Regions from separate parts of the Mus musculus genome. Here region 1 is linked to region 2. Evidence: chromatin contacts called from public HiChIP or PLAC-seq data. All regions are on one chromosome and are shown on one strand. Each heading gives the region's core, a stretch centred on a gene start, on an enhancer-like site or on the middle of the called end of the contact. The rest is flanking DNA. Distances are from core to core; before and after follow the strand shown. Region 1 overlaps Prkch (protein kinase C, eta). Region 2 holds the start of Hif1a (hypoxia inducible factor 1, alpha subunit).

Region 1 (5,821 bases), core at 1,378-3,877, 300 kb after region 2:
GAGTTTCTTGGTGTTAAAGACAATTCTACCCATTCCAGCTTGATCAAGTTATAGACAAAACTCTTCTCTGTACACATATTTATGCTTCCACACAAATTTTTTTACATTTTTGCAGTGTGTCATGGGATGTTCTATAACAAAACATTACTCAAAATATTGCCTAGTGACCAAAAGCGAGATTTTTACTTCTCGCATTAAGTTTGACGTAAGGCAAGGGTAGGAAGAAACCTGTTATCCACCCTGCAGTCTCTACTCCGCCTGTTAGCTTAGCCCAAGAACAAATGAAACTCTTTTCCTAACAGTTTAATCCCTTCATTGTTTGAGAGGATCAACTGGTAAGTCTCCTCTGTCCTGTCCAATGTCATATTTGTTGGTCATTGTCCTCGTTTGGTTCTTCCTGCTGTGGTAAACCCCCTGACAAAAACAACTGAGGGAGGGACCGGTGTGTCCCATCTGATGCTTCCCTGTCAGTCGGTCACTGAGGGAAGTCAGTGCAGGAACTAAGGCAGGAGCCTAGAGGCAGAACTGGAGGAACACTTCACTGGCTTGCTTCCCTGCTTGTTCAACTTGTTTTTTATTCAACCCAGGACCACCTATCCATTTCATTCACAAACAAACCTATACTAAACAGACCTGCCAGCTGTCCCAGATGTATCTACAGCTAATCAGATGGTCCCACAGCAGGCTTTGTGGCCTGAAAGGAACAGGTCTGCTCTCCAGAAGCCTGGGCCCTCCCACACCAATCATTAATCAAGAAAATGTCCCCACAGACTTGTCCACAGACAATCTGATAGAGGCATTTTCTAAACTGAGGTCTCCTCCTTTCTAGATGTACCCGTGTCAAGTTTACCAGACCAACACAGGCTCCATTACCCCACAAACTTAGCCATAGAAAGACCTGCTCTCTTGCTTGGGTTACATTTGTTTGAGACTCGTTCATTTCTTAATTGAAGTTGCATTAAGCACCTTCTCTTGGCAGTTACTCTAGGCTCCAAGCCAGACCTTTGATTAATCAACCCCCAAACCAGGTCCTCGTGGCAAGTGCTTCACCTCAGTTATTGATAAATAGGAAATCCAGGCACAGAGCCTCCGGCCTGCAGTGCCATCAGCTGGGAGGCTGAGACAGGATGATAACAAGTTGTAGGCCAGTCTGCACATGAGAGAACCTACCAGAAAATAACAACCACCACCACCACAACAAAGGGTTGACTAGAATCCAGGCCACCTCGTGAAGGCAGCAAGTGTATATAAAGAGGATAAGAGGGAAATAAAAAACTCACTGAGAACAATGTCTGATCCCCAAAGAAACAGGGACAAAAAATCACCTTCTCCATAGCTAACGATCCCTGGCTGGGTTGAAGATGATACCACAGGCTTCAGTGCCTTATGTGCCGTTTATATTCACTGAGCGGGAAACATGAAGCCATCTTTCCAGATGCCAACTTTCAACGAACCAGTAAGGATTGCTCGTTATCAGTTCTCGTGTAAACCCTGGGGTTCAAGACACCACAGTGGTCCCAGAAGCCACTGGAAAATTCACACCGAGGGATGGAAAGAACTGTTGCATTTTCAACGGGGATGGTGACACCTCCGCCCTGTGGGTTCTGTGCACAGCCACCACAGTGACACAGACAAAGGGCAGAGTTCCTGTGGAAACACTTACAGTGCGATGCTTCTGATCAAGTCGGGTCTTTGAAAAAAAAAACACAAAGGCTAGTTCGCCCCAACAGTAGGGGGTAATGAAGCCCAGTGGAAAGACGGGTCTGGAGCCAGTAAGTCGGATTCCAACTAAGTCAAACATTGACTGCCCTTAGGCAGAGATAAAAAGAAAATCTCTCATTAACTGAGAGATAAAGCCCGAAGATAGGTGGGACACATTCTGGCATCTTCAGACCTCTAGAGCGGTGCTTACTGATCAACTCATCATCAAGGGTACCTCTCCCAGCCGTATCTAACGCTAGAAAATGACAAACCACAACCATCAACATCCTTATGAATAAGGAGAGTACCATATGATTCTTAAAATGTGATCCACCATCTTTCTCTGTGCACTGAATTAGTAGCTTATTGTAAGCAGGGCCTTCTCTTGCAAATCAGTTTGGCAGTGCAGTTCACAACAAATGGATACCTAGAACTCTCTCTGCCCATCCCATAAAGTACCAGAGCTGGACCACAGAGATAGGTATCAGGGTTTTTACAAGGATATTCCCACAAGGGTACCCACATGTCTCCCAACTATCACAGAGACTTCTGCCAACTCCAGGGAAGGAAAAGAACCCTTTCTCATGGCTCCCTTCAAGGTGTCCAATCCAACTGACATTCCTTCAGCACAGTCTGTGGGGCAGCGGTGTCAGGGGCTTAAACATCTGCCTTCATCAGGAAGCCAGTTTCCACCAACAGTCTGACCTAGGCACATTTACTTGCTGAAAGCACTCAGCTAGTATCTGCCTGGTGAAAAGAAAGACAGGAACAGGGGAAACTCCAGGTGACAAATTTAGATCCTCAAGATGAAGAGGAGAGAAGGCGTGCACATCACCTTCAGCATGGTTAACACCGACCTACCCTGGAGACTGACTCCGGGACCCACTTCCTACAAGACGTGCCCGCTGCATACTCAGAGGTACAACTCTCTAGTTCCCTACTGACACTTCTATCCTGAACTCAGTCATCTCTGATGACATCATGAGTGGTTCTGCCCTCCAACCACAGGACAACAACCTCCAAAGAGCACCTGATCTGTTCTCCTGTCATAGGAAAGCCTAAAGCACGTGTTGAGATGTGTGTGCTCAGGCCTGTTTGTGGGTGTTACACAGACAGGGACATTTCTTCTACAGACCCTCCTTCACTCCATCAGACATTATTACCCAAGTCCTCTCCCTCCTCCTCCAACAGTTACTAATGACGAAGCAACTGAAACATGAGCAGAAGGAGGAACAGGAAAAGCTCATCCATGTATGAACTTGGAAGCCAGGCAAGCACGAGGAGGAAGAGACATGGTCGGAGCCAGCCTGTGAGGATCTTCCCCAGCAGCCTGAGGAAGGGAACAGGATTCATTTAGAAGCCCTCCAGCAGAAAAGCTGTTAGTGTTGAGTCTTAGGAAGCTCCTTGGGGCGGCCCTGAGGATTCATCTGAGACAATAAGTCTATTTTGTGAAGAAAGCTCTACAGCTATCTCAATAATCCATACAGGTGATAAGAATACCAAAAGGGATGATGCTGATGGAAAGGGGAAAAATCACACAGCAAACCATTTGCAATCCAATTCATCAGAATCCGACAATAAATGAACTTGGGGGCAGACGGAAGGAAACAGACACAATGGTACCCGGCTGACCGGAATGATGGTGAGCTCTGACAGGAAATGGGCAGAGGAGCAGGGTGATCATGAGATGTAAGTGAGTGTTTAATTGTGAACTTGTTGGCTTGGAGATGTGTAGAGGATGCCCAAGTGGTCGTGTGCAGAAGCACATTAGACCCTCAAGTGGTCCGCTCTTGCACGTGCCTCAGGTGGAAAAGGTGTGTGCCATAGTTTTCCCCTCTTCCTAATCCTGCTGTGGGAGGGGGAAGGCCAAAGGAGACAGAGTAGAAAGCCCTTTGCCCTCTTTGAATCTGCCTATTGCTTGAAGCAGAGGTCACAGTCAGCAGGAAAGATGGGACGTGGGGCTTTTGAGCCCCTGGCACAAGAACAATACAGTGAAGAGTATACAAGAAGGTAACGCCATCTGGAGTGTGATGTCTGATGCATGGTGGAAGAGGTACAAAAGAAATAAAGAGAAAAACATCCCTCAGTAAGCACTGAAGAAACACAGAACCCAAAGAGCCCAAAAGAGAAAGAAGTAGCCACCCAGATCAGTAACAAGCAACCTATGGGACACCATGGGTGCCCCTGGGTTCAGCTGGAGCCAAGACCTTGTGCCTCGGCTTCAGGAAGGCTGAGTCCTGTGGGAATGGACTGGAGAGAAGGCTCCTTAAAAGTAGTTTCTCTTTGGGAAAAAGGTGGAGAGACACCGTTGCCTACATCAGAAAGACAACAAGCCAGGTCTAGACAGGGCTGGGTCGCCTGGTCAGCTAAAGCCAGGGAGGCTACTTGGGAGGCCTGGGGATGTTTCAGATGACGGAAGAGGGAAGGCTCAGTCCAGAAAGAGGAGAGATCTCACAAAGCAGCATGGAGGAAGGTGGCCCACCCCAGGACTGGCAGCATCTGAAATCAGGGCCACAGCAGAGGACAGTCTGCAGGTCTGTGAAGGTGCTCACTCTGCGGACACCAGACTTCTCAGAACACTGGAGAATGTATTTGAGAGCTAGGGAACTAACACATTTCCCCCTATGTTGACTCTAGCTGTAACCTAGGACCTTCCTGAACGGCGGCCTGCCTAGGCAAGAGAAAGGTCAGGACGTGAAAAGTCCTGCCTAAGCCTGAGGAGAGCTCACTGGTAGGCAAGGAGCTTGAAATTGGGGAAGACTGAAGTGATTATCAGTTCCCTGGGATGGTTTCTTCCTTTCAACATGATCTCCACTGACATAGAGCTCTTCAAAACTATGTCGGAGGGCTACTGGTTACAATTCTCAGTGGGTAAGGACACCTGCCACCAGGCCTAACAACCTGGATTCAATACCTGAGACCCATAGGATGGAAGGAGAGAATGGATTCCCACGAGCTGTCATCTGCAGTGACACACAGGGCTCTACATGTGACCAACACACACATAGAAAATAAATACATGACTGTAAGTTTTAAAAAATTTTAAACAGTGACAACAGAAAGAATACTGATGAAAAGGGCCGTGTGATATCTTTACAGAAATGACTTTCCAGGATCATTATTCTTTTCTAATTTAAAACAAAATTGTGAGCCACAAGGAGTGAGGTACGGCTGTGCTCCCAGCACACGGGAGGCTAAGACAGGGCACTGGCTGTAAATGTGAGGCAAGTCTGGAAGTCACATAATCAGTACTGGGACAGCCAGTGCTATAGAGCAGGACTCTGCCTAAAAGAAGACTATGAAAAATTAATAAAAGTCAAAATGTTATAGGCATAAGTCCTACAGAGCCAAATTATAACAAATGGATTCAAAAGTGACCCCTGAAAACCTCAGATCTGAAGGGAACTGCAAACCAGAGGACCGAGGCAGCAACATCAGGCTATCTCCTGAGAAAGGGGTAGCTCGGGGACAATGAGTTAAATGGCAGCCATCCCTTCACAGCTGTACCTCTGTGGACTCTGTTCCTCTCACAGGTGCCTGTTCTCACGAGGCCTCTTAGAACATTCTGGACATCTGATGCAGTGGACACGGCTTAGCCTCTCAACTTGTCCTCATTTGAAATCTACAGCCTATCACCCAAACTAAGTTATTAAGTTTTTATTGGAGGACCAGGAGTTTGGCAAGTGATTCCTTGCACTTATTTACACAGCCAAGGGAACAAAATCCATCCCGGAATCATTCTCCATGAACTATTCCTCTGGGACCTCACACATGTCCCACCCACCCCCAAATGTACTGCTATCTCCATCAGAAAGATACATCTCTAAAGGAAACCTTTCAGCTCTCAGGGTCAAATCAATGGTGCTTAAGTCCCCATTCTGACTCAAGAACTGAGAGCCGTGAAGAATTTCTTCCCTCTACAACTCTCTGCAAAAACCTTACCACATAAGGGCAGGCACTTCACCAGATGCGGAGATGAGCCTGAGGGTCCCAGCATTGGCACAGAGAACACGGCTTGGGGCTGAAAATAGCAAGGTCATCATCAAAGCCAGGGCAAAGAGCCATACACACATTCTCATTCACTGCAGACATCTGCCCCAGCAGCGCCACAGCAAATCAA
Region 2 (5,248 bases), core at 1,654-4,153:
TGCATGAAGGCACAGAAGAAAGGTTTGAAGATTATGAAAGTCTGAACTACAACAGACTGTTATAGATGTTTTAACAGTTAACATCTATTTTCAAGTATATAAAATGTTACAAGCCTCCCATTCCATAGGCTGGCCTAAGGGCTTTAAATACATTATCTTATTTTCAGAAGGGTAGTATTATCCTCTTGGGTTGGGGGTGGGGGGGGGGCATATAATCCACAAGTATTCAGTAACTTGCCAACCATCACAAGTGGAAAGGCTTGAGACTCCAATTTGTGGGTATCATCTGCTCCTGAATTCCTACCCTCTAAGTCAGTAGACTACTGATTCCTCAAACAAGGGGGACAGCTTAATTTTATTAATAAATGAATTTCTTGATTTTTAGTGATCAAAACTAAAAGGTGAAATTAAGAAATGTCTTTAAGAGATTTTACTTTAGTGGCTCAATTTTTTGGGGGGGGGGGGGCTTCGAAAAGTTCAGCTAGGAACAAAACGAGCTTGACATTCTTCTGCAATCTAAGAGTCCATACACATACTAGGTCAATCACGCTTAGCCCTAACAGCTAAGAGTCAACAGCACATACCTCCTATTAAATCTATTATGCATTTTCTGTTCTGCTTTCTTCCAAATCTTCAAGGTTTGAGTTTTCTATACTCTCTATTTAAAAAAGCCAAATCCTTTCCCCCAGGTTCACTTTGGAGGCTCATTTAAGGTGGAATAATTGGAGAAAGAAAGTTTTTACTTCTCAATCTTTCAATGAAATTGTGATTACAAAAAGACATATTTAATAAATGGCACCTATAAGTGTTGTTGAGTGGCCCATCACTCATGTTTATTATCTTTTAGTGATATTAAGAACCTCTATATTAAGAAATATAATCCCATCTGATCTAAAGCTGCTAACATCTCAAATGAGAAAAAAATTAACAGATGGCTCTGAGGAAAGCCTAAAAACCATTTAGAACTGGGCCCGATACACAACTAGCTTACTTATCCATTATGAAACTACTTTTGATTTAAATTAAAAAAAAATCAGCGTATAAGAAAGAGAAGTGATTGGTGTATAACTTGGTGTAGTGTATTAATATAATTTAGCATTTAATAAGGACAGTGAGTACACAATGGCAATCTGCCTAAGGTTTAGAGAATAGCAGCCCATCATTTCATCAAAAGCATTGTAGTCAGTTCTGCAAAATTAATTGCAACTAATTCTGGTAACTCGTGGAGTTAAGTCTAGACTTGCATGAACACTTTAAAACATTTCCAAAGTGCTTCCTTTGGGTGCACACAAACTAAGACCTGGACCTTTTATGGAATAAAGACCAAGACAAGGAAGGGGTGTCCAGAACAGCAGGAAAATGAGTAAGTTTATCTCTTCTGCTGATATGGATAAGGGGAATTAATCTCTTCCAGAAGACTAGAAGGACTTAACAGCAAATTAAGCCAGCCTTGTAACCACAGCTCTTACTACAAACCTTCAACTCCTTAAACTGATTTTCTCAAGGTTAAAATATCGAAGTAGACAAAATTGTGTGCTGGCGGCAGGGGTCGATCTTACCACCACTAGCTGTACTCAATTCTAAAATGTTCTCCTTAGACTCAAACCACAAGATGTTTCATAAACTTACACTGAATTCTCATGGAAGATTTCACACTTCAGATGTATGGTTTTTGGAAACAATTCTTTTCAGGTGTTCCAATAAATTTTCAGTATTTTAACCGACGGCTTTCATCATATATAGCCCCCACTCCATGAAATTACCGGCCTAAATTTAACCAAAACTATCCGTAAGTTATTTTCAGGAGTGAACGAGGCAGCCACATATTGATACATAACGTCTGGGCTCTCCTGACAGGTGATGCAAACACAAGTTTGTAGAAATTGGAAGTTGTTTACAATGATGCCATTTTCCTAAATTCCCGTTACTCTGATGGAGGCAAGTTTTTCCAGATTACAACCAAACCCGCACGTGCAAACTAGAAAGTTAGCGTCTTCGGGCCCCCAGAAGAAACTCCCTAACCTACAAAGGCAACGGCGGCCGCGGCGCAGCGAGGCGGCTCGGGGGAGCCCCGGGTCGGCCTCGGAGGGCCTCGACCCCAGGAAGCTGGCAGCGCGCACAGGGTCCGCCCGGGGCCCGCTGCTCGCGGCTAACGCGGAGGACGGGGAGGGAAGGCGCGGGAGCTAGAGGCGTACTCGGCCCTGGCCGGCTCGGCCGGATGGGCGCGCGGGGCAGGCTGGGCTGCGACGGCGCGGGGCGGGTGTCCGGGGCGGAGACCCCAGCCCCGCCGAGCGCAGGGCCCGCGACTCCCACCCCCAGCGCCAAGATGGCGACGTGGACCGCGGGGGAGCCCGGCGCGTGAGGCTGGGGGGGACGGAAGGGGAGCGGAGACAAAAAAAAAAAAAAAAAAAAAGCCAGTCCACGGAACGCGGCGGCCCGGCTTACTTTTTCTTCTCGTTCTCGCCGCCGGCGCCCTCCATGGCGAATCGGTGCCCGCGTTGTCTTCCCGGCCGGCGGCCCCCGGGCTCGCTCGGGCCTAAACGCCGGCTCTGTCCGCGCGCGCGGAGAAAGAGACAAGTCCAGAGGCGGGGTGGGAGGCGGGACGCCCCCCGGGACGGCGAGGCGGGAGCTGCAGGCTGCGCTCGCTGAGCTCCGGCTCGGGTTCCTAGGCGCTCCTCCGGCTAGCTTGTCAAGGCCTGGCTAGACACTGCCCGCGACGGCGGCGAGGACAGTCCTCGCGTCCCCTCAGCCGAGGAGGCTCTGTGCACTGAGGCGCTGAAGCAGCGGCAGGGGGCGGGCAAGGGCGGAGGCGCGCTCGGGCGCGCGGCGAGGGGAGGGAAAAGCCGAGGGGTGCGCGCGCCCGCTCAGCACCCAACGCGCGCGCCCGCGGGCCCGCCTCACCTGAGCGGAGGCGGGTTCCCGGAGAGCCAATGGTGAAGGACGCAGGCGGCCAGGCCCCACCCCAGCCCACGTTGCTCTCAGCCAATCAGGAGGAGGTCAGCTGAGCCCCAGCTGGGACGAGCTGCCCCGCTCACGTGCTTGTCTGTGTGCAGCTAGGGAGGGAAGAAAAAGGGGCGAGCGACGGGTGCGGCTGAGCCCAGGTCTGGGGGTGGGGGGGTCTCTGCACCTTCAATGGAAAGCTGCGTCTGGCTTTGGGAGGCGCTGCTGGAGCGAGTGGGCTGCCAAGCTTGGGTCCGAGCCTGGCTCGCACCGCCCCGGCTCTCTATAGAGTTCTCTGAGGCTCGCTTACTCCTTAGCTGCGTGGCTGGACCCGGTCGCCGCCCATCCCGCCCGAGTTTCCAGTTGAAAAAAAAAAAGCCAACTTTGCGTTCTGGCAGCCAGCCCCCCTGATGTTAGAGTGGGGTCCCTCCTTCCCAGGTGACCGACACCACTCAGTCTCCAGTCTCCGCTCTTTGCTACACAACAAGGGAAGTCTCCAAGTGATTAAGATTTTCTGGGCCAAAGTTTGACTACTGAGCAAATGCAGATAAAAATATAAAACAAATCCGTCTTGCCAAACCTCTCAAGGGGAGGGAAGTTGCAGGGCCATTTAAAAATAAACTATCTTAAGCATTTACAAATAAACAACAGCTTCAATAAGTGAGAGCACAAGCCTGAATTTGACAAGACAGGAAAAGGCATTGAATAGACTTATTTTGCTTTCATGTTGCTTTAAAAACTGACAAAGATCATCTTAAATGGATGCAGAAAAGGTGCAAGAATTGTTTCAGACTGAGTTTAGTTCACTGTTTAGACTGAAAGAAGAACAAGTCCTTCAACCTACAGACCTTGACAGGACTGCTCACCGGCTATGCTGGGAGCTATGGATTAAAGCCATCATTTTTAGTCGGTCTTTGGAAGCATAAATGTTAGGTCTGTGGGTATGGTGTGTGTTTGTTTTAAAAGTATTCCAAGCCCAACAAAGGAACACTTCGTGCCCGTGTGTGTACACACACACACACACACACACACACACACACACACACGTGTTATAGACACAACTGAGTCTGAATCTGGGGTCTCTGAAACTGACCTGACACTAGACTGTTTAGTATCTCTTCTTTGCCTTGTTAGTACATTGTTACAATCTAACTTTGGGTTGTATAATAATGTAGATATCTATGGTACATTTAAATTGCATTCAAATCCAAAAACAATGCCCTCTAGAAATACACATAATGTCCAGGTCTAATAAGACAATAAACAATGCATGAAGCAACTCAATACTCATAAAGATATGATTACAGCTGGAGATTTAGCTCGGTAGTAGAGGAGTGGTCTAGCATGCACAAGGCCCTGGCTTCAAAAAAGAAGTTAGGACTATATAAATAGATTTGAGCACTATTTTTGTTTGAAATCTAGAACATACCTCTGAAAGAGCTACAGGGTATATATAAAAAGAGTAAAAGACCAAAACTAATTACTTGTTTTTCATTTTGTTTTGTTTTTAATCATGGAAATATATATACATATACATACATACATATATATATGTATATGTGTGTATATATATACATATATTTGTGTGTATATATATATACATATATATATATTACACATATGTAGTGTAACACCCTGAAAGTACAGTGTTAAGAACAATGGCTGCAGAATTCAGAGTGAGCTCGGTTGTAAGCACCAGTGCCAGTCATTTAACCTCTCTGTGCCTCAGTTTATTCATCTGTAAAATGGAGAAGATGGTACTTACGCTGCAGCACTACTGATGGTTATAAAACAGAAAAATCACTTGAAACCACATAGGGCAATAGGAAGCCATCATTAAATGCTGTGGAGTATTGTTCTTGTTATCCCCAAATTCATGCTAGTGGCAGTTGGTCATGCCTCTGTAGACTGACCAGTTTCAACTGTTTAAGTGCCAGTGGTGTTAGTGTGAATGCTTACAGACTCCCTTTTTTCCCGACATTGTAACTTCCCAGAATGTTTGCATCTCCATAAATGAGGGCAGTTACTGAAAGCACCAATTGTTCTTGTCTTATAACTTAAGCAGTTCTCGCTGGTCAGGGATCACAGCTGTAGAATATAATGTTCTTGGAATAAAAATATGAGCTTTGCGTAATAGCAGGTCCAACTCACTTAAAGGTTTTTTTTTTTAAAGCATTTTGGAAAGTTTAAACAGAATGATAATTCAGTGGACAAGATTTTTTGAATATGTATTACAATTTCCTCAAGCTTCCGTTTCCCTTTGTAAAAATTTACAATTTATCATATTTTGTGCATGGCCATAAATAGA

What was found. HiChIP or PLAC-seq counts read pairs in DNA pulled down with a chosen protein or histone mark.
Region 1: a contact with region 2 is called in an H3K27ac HiChIP or PLAC-seq map of thymic regulatory T cells, with 2.9 times the contacts expected there. The contact joins the enhancer-like site here to the promoter of Hif1a in region 2. A contact is called at or near these places in 4 of 39 promoter capture datasets (the HPC-7 cell line, macrophages, neutrophils and 1 more), 1 of 484 Hi-C or Micro-C datasets (CD4 T cells), 1 of 115 datasets of contacts at active chromatin or transcription factors (thymic regulatory T cells) and 3 of 9 other capture datasets (adipose tissue, liver and macrophages).

Annotation. Positions count from the first base shown.
Region 1 is chr12:73,600,702-73,606,522 of GRCm38.p6, reverse strand. All of the region lies in intron 1 of Prkch (protein kinase C, eta), which reads right to left. Among named protein-coding and RNA genes, the nearest start is that of Prkch, 19 kb to the right of the region's middle. Within about 2 kb of position 2,627, at least 58 of the 459 cell types and tissues checked have an H3K27ac peak or open chromatin away from gene starts, as enhancers often do. A contact at or near this core is called in macrophages and thymic regulatory T cells, where this site is marked.
Region 2 is chr12:73,905,522-73,910,769 of GRCm38.p6, reverse strand. Hif1a (hypoxia inducible factor 1, alpha subunit) reads right to left here and starts at 2,903. Exons shown (of 15, transcript NM_010431.2): 1 at 2,446-2,903. The coding sequence starts at 2,480.